Regions from separate parts of the Sus scrofa genome. Here region 2 is linked to region 1. A link is a contact called in public promoter capture Hi-C data. All regions are on one chromosome and are shown on one strand. Each heading gives the region's core, a stretch centred on a gene start, on an enhancer-like site or on the middle of the called end of the contact. The rest is flanking DNA. Distances are from core to core; before and after follow the strand shown. Region 1 holds the start of LOC102166227 (a long non-coding RNA gene). Region 2 holds the start of THNSL1 (threonine synthase-like 1).

The links. Promoter capture Hi-C pulls out the DNA fragments that hold promoters and counts their contacts.
Region 2: a promoter capture Hi-C map of liver shows a contact between it and region 1, with 5 times the contacts expected there. The contact joins the promoter of THNSL1 here to the enhancer-like site in region 1. A contact is called at or near these places in 1 of 5 promoter capture datasets (liver), 6 of 47 Hi-C or Micro-C datasets (embryonic fibroblasts, fibroblasts, liver and 1 more) and 1 of 2 datasets of contacts at active chromatin or transcription factors (skeletal muscle).

The regions. Positions count from the first base shown.
Region 1 is chr10:50,263,289-50,269,440 of Sscrofa11.1, forward strand. All of the region lies in intron 3 of LOC102166141 (a long non-coding RNA gene), which reads left to right. It overlaps LOC102166227 (a long non-coding RNA gene), which reads right to left and starts at 5,609. Exons shown (of 4, transcript XR_002336361.1): 1 at 5,488-5,609; 2 at 2,899-3,655; 3 at 2,567-2,761; 4 at 1-1,247. Within about 2 kb of position 2,178, at least 6 of the 83 cell types and tissues checked have an H3K27ac peak or open chromatin away from gene starts, as enhancers often do. A contact at or near this core is called in liver, where this site is marked.
Region 2 is chr10:50,307,680-50,313,831 of Sscrofa11.1, forward strand. THNSL1 (threonine synthase-like 1) reads right to left here and starts at 2,905. Exons shown (of 2, transcript XM_021064910.1): 1 at 2,875-2,905. It overlaps ENKUR (enkurin), which reads left to right and starts at 2,930. Exons shown (of 6, transcript XR_002336356.1): 1 at 2,930-3,536.

The sequences.
Region 1 (6,152 bases), core at 928-3,427:
TTTATGATACTTTCCAATAATTTATCTGAATATTCTCGGGCTCCCAGCTGCTTTCTTCTGGCCTCTGTTTGTATTAGCAACGCCTCATGACACAGCATAAAGTGAATCTGGACAGAAGTTTCTAACACTGGTGAAAAAGAAGCACAACCAGTAGATTGCTGAAGTAATTTAAAAAAGAAAAGAGCCTGGGATAGTGCCCTGAAGGAGAAAACATCCCCTGATGTCTTGTCTTGTGGCAGCAGTAGACACAGATGGCTGGCGAAAGACAAGAGCTTCTATGGAGTGGGAGGAGTCTCCTCCAGAAACACAGCTTCCATTATCTCAGGAGGGCATGTAAGGACACGATTCTTGGCTTCTGGACCTTGCAGGAGAATCCGCCTGTTCACCTCGCGCTAACATCCACTAGGGGGAGGCAGGGTCCTTCTGCAGATTTCTACTGGGAAGAACTTGCCCAACAGCAGTCATCTGAAGTACTAAGTACATCTACTAAGTACTAAGTACATCTACTGAGTACTCAGGAACAATGGAAGCTGGGAGGGGATGAAGCTGTCACTTCTGCCTCAGCCACACCTCTCTTTGAGGAACTCTTAATTCATGGGTTTAGCTCTTCCTTTAGCAGCCTGTCATCGAGGGTTTATACAGTGTGTGTCTCAAGTCAGACAATGGGAAGAGTGGACATGAACACACACGAGGGGCCAGCCTTACTTCCGTTTTGGAATGATAGGTGGAAAGTGGAAGATAGGAAGCCTGTGATCTCCATTTACTAGTTGAAGACTGGTCAGCTTTCTCACCCCTCTTTCCTCCTACCTCGGTGATCACCTAGCAGTTGCTTCATCCATCTCTGACCTCAGCCACACACAAAGGTAGTTCACCTTTTTAGCAGGCAAGTGAAGCAAAAGTCTTTTTCCTTCAAAATTATAACTCCTCCTGTAACCGATTTCTGCAGTTTTGTGTTAAAGAGACATTTCTTGGGAGTCTTCAAATGTCCCCTATTAAAACGCCACAGATGTATGAGGGGAAAGTATGTTATAGTATTATTTACAGTAGCAAAATCATAAGGAGACTAGTTGCCCCATACCGAGGGAATAGAAGAATGAACAATGATGAAGCCACAGGATGTGATATGATGACAACTTTAAAATCATGCTTTAGGAGGCCCCAGGTGGCTCAGTGGGTTAAGGATCCCAGCATTGTCACTGCTGTGGCACAGGTGATTCCTGGCTCAGGAACTCTTCCTCTTGCTATAGCTGCAGGAAAAAAAAAAAAAAAAAAAATTAAACCATGCTTTAATAATTATTTTATTTTTATTTTTGGCTGCCTCAAGGCATATGGACTTCCCGGGCCAGGAATCAGATCCAAGCCACAGCTGCAATCTATACTGCAGCTATGGCAACGCTGGATTCTTCAATCCACCGTGCCAGACCAAGGACCAAACCTGCATCCTGGCGCTGCAGAGACACTGCCAATCCTGTTGCACAGTGGGAACTCCAGTAATAATTTTAATGACATAAGAAATGATTGCCAAATAGTGTTAAGTGGAGATCTGATATTAAAAAGTGATCTCAATTTTTTTTTTCTTTTTATGGCCACACCTACAGCATATGGAAGTTCCTGGGCTAAGGGTCGAATCGGAGTCACAACTGCCATGGCAATACCAGATCCTTAACCCACTAAGCGAGGCCAGGCATCCTCACAAATACTGGGTCAGGTTCTTAACCCACTGAGCCACAGCAGGAGCTACATTATCTCAATTTTTTAATTTAAAAAAAAAAAAAAGCAGAGGCATCAAAATTCTGAGATCCGTATCTCTGAAAGGTAGAGTTACAGAGGAACTTATATTTCATCTAATTTCTTGTATTTTCAAAAAAAAAAATCCTGTTAACGTGAATATGTATTAATTTTATAATCACAGTTTATTTGTATCTATCACTATTCCCAAGAAAAGTGATAGTTTGCCTTTTGTAATTATCCCAAAAAGGGGGGGAGGTTTAAACAGTTAACCAAGAGCAAGAAATGGTTGGCAGGAGAAGGCAGGGGCAGGCATGCAGGGAGGGGTGGGGAGAGAGTCGGGGGATGAGAAGGAAAAATTGAGAAACAATCTTTTTCCTACCACCACGGTGGTAGTAGGACATTAAGGCCTCATTCCACCTGCCTCCCTGGGAGGAGGGCAGTGCTGGGCCCAGCCAATCACTGTTCTCCTGGGTCAGAAGTCAGGAAAAAAGAATGACATTATTGAAGATCTTGCCTAGAGAAAACAAGGCCTTCAATTAGAGACAGATTAATACATGGACTTTGAGATCTTTGTTTTGATGGTTCTGCAAGGTAAAGAGAACCGGAAAAATTAGTTACCATTTCAAGTTTTATTTTGACTCTGCTCAGCTCAATTCGCATTGATTGTAAATGGCCCAAATAATGTTTAATAAGCTCTAAATGGCTTTCTGTCCTTCACAGAACTCATTTGGTCATTTACAGGTGTCTGTGATGGGGCGTGTTTGATATATAGAAAGACATTTGTATTGTGTACCATGAAGTGAATATGTTTAGCAGGGAAGAAAAGGAACATTACCTGGTAAAGTGATGTCAGCAGGAAATTTCTACCTGGATGAGGGCGCATTTCAAGCATTTATTACTATTTGAAAGAAAGCTTAGAGGTATCTCTTCCAGATAGATACAGGAAGTCCTTCTTTGAGCTAATTTCCTTCCAAGATTTTTGCTAGGCTAACAGGCAATCCAGAGAGGCAGTGTCTTGAAGGAAAATGATCTGGAGAGAAAGAGGCAAGAAAACGAGAATGGCTGATTAGGACCATCAGTAAACAGGTGAAGGAGTACCTGGGATTTATCTAGTGAACTATGCGAATCTCAACAACAAGTGTGCCAGCTGCTTGAACAGTATCTTACCTGGAGAAGGGCTCCATGGAATGAGAAAAGGTTGTCAGGGTCTGAAAGTGAATGGGGAAGGGAAGGTAGGTGACGAAAATATGCAGACTAAATAATGGCTTTACCAATGGAAAGATTTGTGAAGCTAAAAAGATCAATCCAAGATTATAAGTAATGAGCAAAAAAACATAGAAAGTTGTAGAAGACAAAGAGTTCCGCCCAAAGCGCCTGAAAGCCCAGCTACTTGGTAAGAACTTGGCGCCCTCCAGTGATGAATCCGAAATCCCATTCCCTGTTGTCCTCACCCTGCCTTCAAGCCATGGCCCCCAGTGGGGACAGCGGAACCATGAGAGCCATTGCATTGGCCACGTGGACTCATCTCTAGACTTTGCACTTGTAAATGGTTCCTCTGTTGCTCTCCAACTTTCTTATCTCTTTGTGGTGGATCTTATTGATCTGCCTGGACTCATAATTGTAAATGATTAACTGGCGGAAACTGAATGCCTAATCCTTTTGGCAGTTTCCCCAAACAGATACTTTCCCTCAACAGCCAATATTGTGCCCGTTTATCAGAGAAGCTTTTCTTTCAGATTGTAAGATTGGTCCCTTTGGAAAGTGCCTTTTTATTTTATGTATTCATTTCTTCAGCTCAAAGAATTGCTGTGCTGTGGTTGCTTCAGGGTCCCACGTAAGAGCCAAGTCATAGTGCCTCAATGCGGTTATCACAGGCTCCTTTGGAGGCTGATGGAGGAACCAGTGTGCAGCGAGGGTGTTTTCCCTGAGGGAAGAAAACAGCATTTTAGACACCCTGAGAGGAAAAAAGACCTTTGTATGCCTGGCAGCCCTGGGGAATTAGGGCTGTGGTGATTTTACACCAAATAGGGGCTATGTGGTGGATTGTCGAGAAGGGATCTCAACAATTTTGTAAATGTATGACAAGAATCAGGGACCCAAATAGATAATATTAAGCCATTTCCTCTCTCAATAATTAGATGGCAGAAACAGCTGCTTCCCAGCAGATCCTTGATGGCAGCAAATGTCCATGATCTCACAATTTCACTGTTACAATGGTCTGCTCCCCCCCCCACCCCAGATGAAAAGGAAGAAACCAGAATTCATTTCAGACAGCAGCAGAAATAACCTAAATAAGCTCAGAGAGAAAATGTCTTTAAATGAAGGCTTAAAAAGCATGGAATTTTTTGAAGAAGAGGTAAGGAATATGTCATAGAAAAACTCAACATAGCCCAATTGTCTTAGCTCACTTTTCCTAGAAGCAAAGCCTAAAAGGGGGATTCTTGCTTCTGTGACTTCCTGGCGTGTGCTCTCAGGACAGGGGAATAAGAGAAAAGAGTGGGTCTGGAGGTCCTGGGGGAAAGGCTAAGCAAGAACATAGTCGTAGATGGAGACCAGCTTCAGTATGGCTCCCAGCGGGACACCCTAGAGCACAAATTGCACCTAAATTAGGCGCCACCTTTAGGTGAGGAGGCTGGCCTGTGCCTGCCCACCATCTGCTGCTGTTAAGGTACAGCAGGTCTGTTAGGTCAGTCAGGGTGGGTGGGGAGGCTCCACAAGGATCGCAAGTTGGCTGGGGCAGAGGGAGTGGAGAAGTCTCCAGAACTGGGGCAGCTGTGAGTTGCAGCAGCTACAGGATGGGCTCAGTGGCTGGTAAAGAGGGTCTGGATGGGCCACCACAGCATCCACTGAACAGGCAAGTCTCAGGCCATGGCCTGATGCCCAGAGTAGGACCTTGGCTGGGCAGAGGCTACTGTAGACATTCACTGAAAGCCATTCCCACCTTCACCAGAATGAGAGTCCTTCCTTTTTGGAAGTACAGGAGATAAAGTTAAATCAATAGAATTCTCATGTGACAAATCAGACAAATGTGGGCCAGATGCCTGCTAACTCGTCCAAGCTTTATAACATGGAGCAAATCATTCACTTTTTGAAACCTTGGCTTTCTCACATATAACTTAATAATAAATATAAATAAACTTATTATTAGAGATACTACTTTAAACAAGATTTTGTATTTTAATGAGCTTAGCTCAGTACCTGGCACATAGTAAAGGCCCTGTAATTGGGAGTTATTATTAAATTGGAAGACAGTTTTTCATCGGTATGTATCTGATCAGAATTGTAAAATGATGCCCCATCAATGGGAAATTCAGTAATTTTACCAGCACCTAACATAACATGTCTCTTGGATCTGGCTGTTACCAAGTGCTTTTGTAGGTGTGACCTCATTGACGTCGTTTTAACAGGCAGGGAAACAAAGACCCAACTCAGAGAGCACATCAGGAAAAGCCTCTGGACACACCACCACAAGCGAGAGGCCTCCTGTAGATCTTGCTTTCTTTGTGTTGACCAATTCCCAGGGGGCAGATTTGTCAGCTCTTCCAAGGGATTGGGTGACATCCAAATTTCATGTTGGAAAGCTACTTAGTGTTTTATCTGTCCTGGAATGAAAGAATCATTGAATCAAGGGAACATTACGTATTCAATGGCTTCCCAAAGGTTTAAGTGTTGATTTATCTGTGTTGCTGGCAAAGCCAGGCACATTGCCGACCCTCACTCACACAGGCTTAGCACACGAGCTGGAGAGAATCATACCTTTTATCCGAGCCCCAGGATCCATGATCCAAAAGCAGCAAGAGGCAGCAGGCAGCTCAACCCAATAACCTCTCTTTAGTCTTCCAGCTCAGAAATTGGCCAACCAAAGTGTAAAGACCTAAACTGTGAACACACATTGCTTTGTAATGTGCCGTTGATGTCACAGCACAGTCATTTGGAAAAAGTGAGCTGGATCCTAGTTTTCTTTTCAGTAACTAGTTTGAAAGAAAAAAAGTATATATATTTTTTAAGAGCACATGATAACAAACAATAATTAAGCTGACTTTTTTTCTCAGCTGAATGTTTTAGAGTATCATATAGTCATTCCTGCATTCACAGCAAAAATTAGTCTCTACATAGAGGTGAATAATTTTTTAAGTTGCAACTTTGCTTGGTAATCTATTCCTAAATTTTACAGTTTTCTCTTCCAGGAATTTATTCCTCATATTGGACTTAGACCATTTTTTCATAAAAGTGTCTCCATTTTGTCCTCAGAAAAAATAAAGACCATTATATTACTAAATACCATTGAATAGTACACCTTTGCCCATGTGTGATATTGGTCCATTCCCTCAAAGTTCTTCCATGCAATTCAAATAATCCCAGATTACTAATTTCTTCAGTTCCTCCTTATGCATTCTTGTCCATACATAGGTGACATCAAT
Region 2 (6,152 bases), core at 1,655-4,154, 45 kb after region 1:
TTTCATGATGAGACGTGACTCATCATGAATGAGTTCATCAAAGAACTACTTGGCATCCTATCTTAATACAATCTCTATTTAAATTTCTAAGAATGATTAAATCTAGTCCACTATTTTATGAAGAAAGGTATTCTGAGGTTTTAAAAAATTCTTAAAAATTACAGCATTTTACAGCAGTAAATTGTTTTCCAAGAAATAATAAAAAAAGGCAACCATAGTAGAATACAAACTAACCAGCAGGTTAGAAGCTTTGCTGCTTCTGACTACTAAGTAAAAATCCTCTTAACAAGCCCTCCAGTTAGTCAGCTGACTGAAACAGCCAGGTGGAGGAGGTGGAAGGACCACACTTCAGTGCCCTGTGGTAATCACAGGGATCTTAAATCAAGTTCACTACTCTTATTTGTCTTAGAATCAAAGCTGACGAAGCCTTTCCTGGTGTTGGTCTGAAGTCAGATATTCTCTTAATGGTCTCAAGTATCTAATTCACAAGACATTTTATATAGCCTTTACAATTCTTTTTTTTTTTTTTTTTTTTTTGTCTTTTTGCTATTTCTTTGGGCCGTTCCCGCGGCATATGGAGGTTCCCAGGCTAGGGGTCCAATCGGAGCTGTAGCCATTGGCCTACGCCAGAGCCACAGCAACGCGGGATCCGAGCTGTGTCTGCAACCTACACCACAGCTCACGGCAACGCCGGATCGTTAACCCACTGAGCAAGGTCAGGGATCGAACCCGCAACCTCATGGTTCCTAGTCGGATTCGTTAACCACTGCGCCACGACGGGAACTCCTACAATTCTTTAACTTAGAAAAATATCGTAAGGAATTTGTAAGGACTATGGCTTTAGAAAGGATTTATTTTCAGTTGTCTTATATTCCCAACTCTGCCCATTTTATTCATCTACATAGATTAAAATATTCTTCAGGAAAAAATCTAATTTGTATGTACAACCATTTATTCCCCCACCCCACCCCACCCCCCGTTGTTGTTAATTAAGTTTCACGGGAACTAAACTTTGCTCACTTATTTGTTTGTTTGTTAAATATTGTCTTTGGCTGCTATTGAGTTATAATGGTAGAGCTGGGTAGTTTTGAGAGAAACCATCTGGCTTGCAAAGGCCTAAAATATGTATCATCTAGCCCTGTACAGAAAAAGTTCACCAATACTAATTCTGATGGTACACCAATACTAATTCCCTGTGGAATACTGGACAGTGGCATTTCCTTGAACAGGATTGCCATTTTGAAGGAATTATAAAAATTAGAAATTTATTCTTTGTAAAGATGCTTTCAAAAGGCAAGAAGAATTATAAACCAATTATCTAAAGGAAAAAATGTTCCTTTCCAGATGATTAACAACTGCATTAAGACTGTACACTAGATATACCACAGTGTGAGACCTTAATCCTGTTTTGTATTTTTAAAACCACAATAAATATACTGACATCAGTGAAATTACTGTATTTAGTAAAGTCAAGACTACCTAAGGTCAGTTGATGCTTACTAACTGGAGAAATCACGCTTTGTCCTTATTGGCTCTTTTAGGGACTGATTAACATAAAGAGTCCTAAAATGTTCCTTCTAATTAGAAAATTTATAAACTTTGGGCAATGACTATGCACTTGGCTAACGGTATTATCATTCTGAGTCCTTAATTCAAATCTTAGCATACAAAGAGAACAGAAGTTTCCTCTATAAATGCTAAGCAAAAAACCCCCAAAACATAAAATACTCAAAATGTAAAGGAAAAGGGCAAAGTGGCTGTATCCTTACAAAATGTTTTGGAAAATAGAAAATCTGATGTAAAGAACATGAGCACCATCTTCAAGGTGCCATTTATCTGAAATTTATTCTAAATTTATTCTTACCTAGTTAAATTCACTGAGAGAGACGATACATTCAGCATAGCCTAAGTTAACCAAGCCACCATGCTGTTTTGATCCCTCCACCGAGCACCTGGCAGTAAGACGACCAAAACTGGCCTTTTCTATCTTTGAGAATCCTTACTCCCTTTGGGCAGAGTGGCCCCTATTACAAGTTTGGTTCAGAATCATTATCATCCGGCCCAAATCATACTGCCAAAATGTCTTTTAGAGCCTCTGGAAGGCAAAGGCTTCTAACAGCTTCTTTCAGCAGTCATTTTGGTATAAGTCGGTTCATGGAAGATCAAATGGTGCCAAAGGAATAAACCGATTCTAAGGCCATTTTCTAAAAGGGACACCAAAGGAAGGGGGGGGGGCAAAAATCCAAGTGCCCATTGAAAAGGCTTCTCCTTCTTGGTTAGGCTGTTCGTCTAATAAAGTCAAGACCTACGAGAAGAAAGAAGCCCGATCAAGAGTTAAGGAGGTGGTGAAGGGGCGAGGCGCAGGAGAAAGGGAAGCAGGTGGTCGAGGGGAGGAAGGGGCGCGACAGGTGGACGGCTGGGCGCGGGCGCGCTTGCACAGGTGGCGTCAGGGCTGAGCCCGGGACAGAGGCAGTAGGGAAGGTGAGCGCGGACACGGCGTGGGGATCACCACCGAGCAGTGGAAAGGCGAAGGAACAGAGGGGAAAAGACATGCGGTGGGAACGGACTGGAGTGTACAGTTTCCCTTCCTTCTCAAATAACTCACCAAGAAAACCACACTGAGAAGACGGGAGAAAGGAAAGGAAATGGGAAGGAGCCGCTAGTGCCGCCTCCTCGGGACGCAGCCCCGTACCGCTGGCCCTCGTCAGTGCTGGCCCACCGCCCAGACCCCAGGCCTCGCTAGGCCCGCCCCGCCCGCGCGCTGTGGCCTCCGCGCCTGCGCCCGTGCCGACCTCCGGGTCTGCGGGCCACGCCCACGGCCCGAGCAGCCGGGCATTGGGTACGCGTGCTCCACCCGCGCCTCGGGCTCCTCACCTCCCCCGTCGCGCTCTCGACGTTGGACGTGCGTCTGCGTGGCCGCAGCCGTTCGCCCCGCCCCTCCGGGTTGGAGCCCGCGCGTGTTGTGTGACGCCCGCTCACCAGCGTCGCTTCCGGACTGTCTCTGGTAAAGTTTATCTTTCTCTCCAAACGCAGAGACAGAAAAGAGCAACATTTTTAAGGGGACGTCATTCTTCACTCCTTTTTCCCCAAAGGTACATGTAAAGAATGGTTTTTATGTTGATCTTCTGTGACAGGAAGGGAGCTGCAGAGGGAGGAAGAGAGGAAACCTAGTTTGCGGTGCTGCCTGCCACTTCCCCGTTGCCTAGTAACTGTTTCCACGGCAACCACGCCGTCAACAACGCTAAGCAATCCCAGGAGTGATAGAAAAGTTATTTTATTTTCTTCCCAAGAGAGGACCGCTTAGAGGAGGTCAAAGGGGAATTGTGTGACACACAGAAGCCTTAGTTCCTTGAGAAGGCAGGAGAGTAGGAGAGGAAAGGGGGAGCAGTGAAGAAAGGGATGGAGATATTGGTATAGTGAGAAAAAAGCTGAGTAGTTTTAAGGAATCATTTGGTGGCCATGGATCCAACGTACTCTTCTGAGAGCATTTATAACCTCATACCCAGTGACTGGAAGGAGCCTCCTCAGCCTCCTAGGTATGTGGGTAAGCAAAGATCATCACTTGAAACAAGAATGGGGAAAATAATTGTTCCATTTCACGATTACATCAGCGTCCTAGGATTTTCGAAAAGAAATAACATATATTTTTGTTTTAGTGAGGTAGCCTTGGATGACAGCTTCTTGAAGAAGAGGTTGCAAAATCTAAGTATTTAGCATCTCAATTCACAGACAGGGAGGTCCAGTACTGTAAGAGGAATATTTTCTTTTGTTAGCCTCCTGTTAATACGGTATGTAATTGTATTTAATTTGTTTGCTTGTCCCTGTATGATGTGGTATATAACAGCCTGAAATTTCCTATTGTTGAAAAGAGAAAAATCACCATTTGTTATCCCGGGTTAGGATATATTGATCTTTGGTTTCAGGGGTTCATTGTTTTATTTATGACTACTCCACTGCTCCTTCTCTAAAGGGATAATACTTATTTTTCCCAAAATTATTGTCAAATATAAATTTCTATTTGTTTTGGAGTCTCAGTTTTTGGTGAAACGAAATAAATGGAAAAAATAGTTTCTAAGGCCTTTTTTAAAAATCTAATAGTTGATGAAGAGTTGATACCCAAAATATGTAAATGAGTTAAAATATTTACATAGGTGTTAGAACCCCTTAAATTGCCTAAATTTTAAAAAGATAACCACAGAGTAGACATCCCAGTTACTCTTCTTTGTAGGGACTTAGAACTTAAATCTATGGTGAGAAAAGAAGGTAACTGGTAGAGAAAATCTCATTCCTCCTAGGATCTTCAGTTTTTTACCTTTCTTCTTTTCCTGATACAAGTCAGAGCCACATTGAAAGAACACTAAACTAAAACAAATTAAAGACAACAACAAAAATTAAAACCCAAAACAGGATGCCAATTGGTTTTGTGACCATGAATACATTTTCATTTGTTTTCTCACCTATAAAACAAACTAAATAAAGTAGATAATCTTTAAGGTGTTTCAGATATAATTGTCAATTATTTAAAAAAAAATAATTACTAGATTACTAAAGTAATTACTTGGGGTGCATCACATCTTCACCAAGTGGACAGATCCTTTCATTTTTAAGTCTAAGAATCTGTTTTTAACCAGACCAATACCTATTTTATCTTCCATTAGTTTCTCAAAATCTAGTAGTAGTTTGGAAATAGTAATTCAAAATAAGATATGGTGTAGTTGCAGAATTTATGAGAAGTGTTCAAATTAACCATTGCTGAATGGACTTTTGTTGAGAAACTTGTATAGTATACACGGTAAAGCTCCTCCTCTCTGTAACCCAATGACAGATTATATTTTCTATAGAATGCTGAATTTGAATGTTAAGATAGTTTACAAATAGATGTTTTGTTTATTGATATATCAAAAAGCTTTACTGCAGCTAGGTGACTTTCAAGAAATTTTATAGGAAAAAATCTTTATTCATTTGGCAAGCACTTACTGAACCCCTATTAATGGATAACATTGCGGGCAATGTTGGAGTGACAGGACAGACTGTTCAGTTTACTCTGAAGGAGTAAGTAGGAAAGATGAACTTACAGGGAAAGGAGTAGAAGGCATCCAGAAGTGATGCCAGAGAACTCACTGTGTTGTAATGAAGTCAACCTGCACTGTCAGCAACAACCATGGGGAGTTTTTTGGTTTGGGGTTTGTTTGTTTGGCTTTCTTTCTTTCTTTCTTTCTTTCTTTCTTTCTTTCTTTCTTTCTTTTTTTGCTTTTTTAGAGCCACACCTGCGCATATGGAGGTTCCCAGGCGAGGGGTCTAGTCAGAGTTACAGCTGCCGGCCTACGCCATAGCCACAGCAATGCCAGATCCAAGCCATATCTGTGACCCACACCACTGCTTACAGCAACACTGGATCCTTAACCCACTGAGCGAGGGCGGGGATCGAACTCACAACCTCATGGTTCCTAGTCAGATTCGTTTCTGCTGCACCATGACAGGAACTCCAAACATAGGGAGTTTTTAATCTGACAGGGTGTCATACATGCAAAATACTAATTTATAAAAACAGAGGTTAGAGAAGCTATGAATCGGTTTTTAACATTTCAGTTGCTTACCATGCAAGAGGTGGTTTCCAAGTGCTTCACAGATTTGTCACCCTTCTCTCGATGGTTCCAGTGACTTAATATCTCCAGTCATTTTCTCCTTCCTTTTTGTTAAAGATAATATTCCATATATGGTCTGAACAGCCTGTGGAACCATTGTCTCCTTTCCTTGATACACAATACTTGTATTAGTGCATTCATTAGCAGTTTGACAGTCAGGCCCCACCATTGTCTTACATTGGAATTCCCACATGAATTATGAATAAGCTTGGTCTCTCCCATTCTAAAGTTGTGTAACTGATTCTTTTTTAATCTAAAACTCATCATTAGTCTCTGGAGATAGTTTTGAATTTTGTTTCTGTTTTTGTTTTTTAGGGCCATACCTGCAGCATAAGGAAATTCCCAGGCTAGGTGTGGGATCAGAGCTGCAGCCTACACCACAGCCACAGAAGTGCAGGATCTGAGACACGTCTGTGACCTACACCACAGCTCACAACAACACTGGATCCTTAACCCACTGAGCAAGCCCAGGATCAAACTCGAATCCTCATGGATACTAGTCAGGTT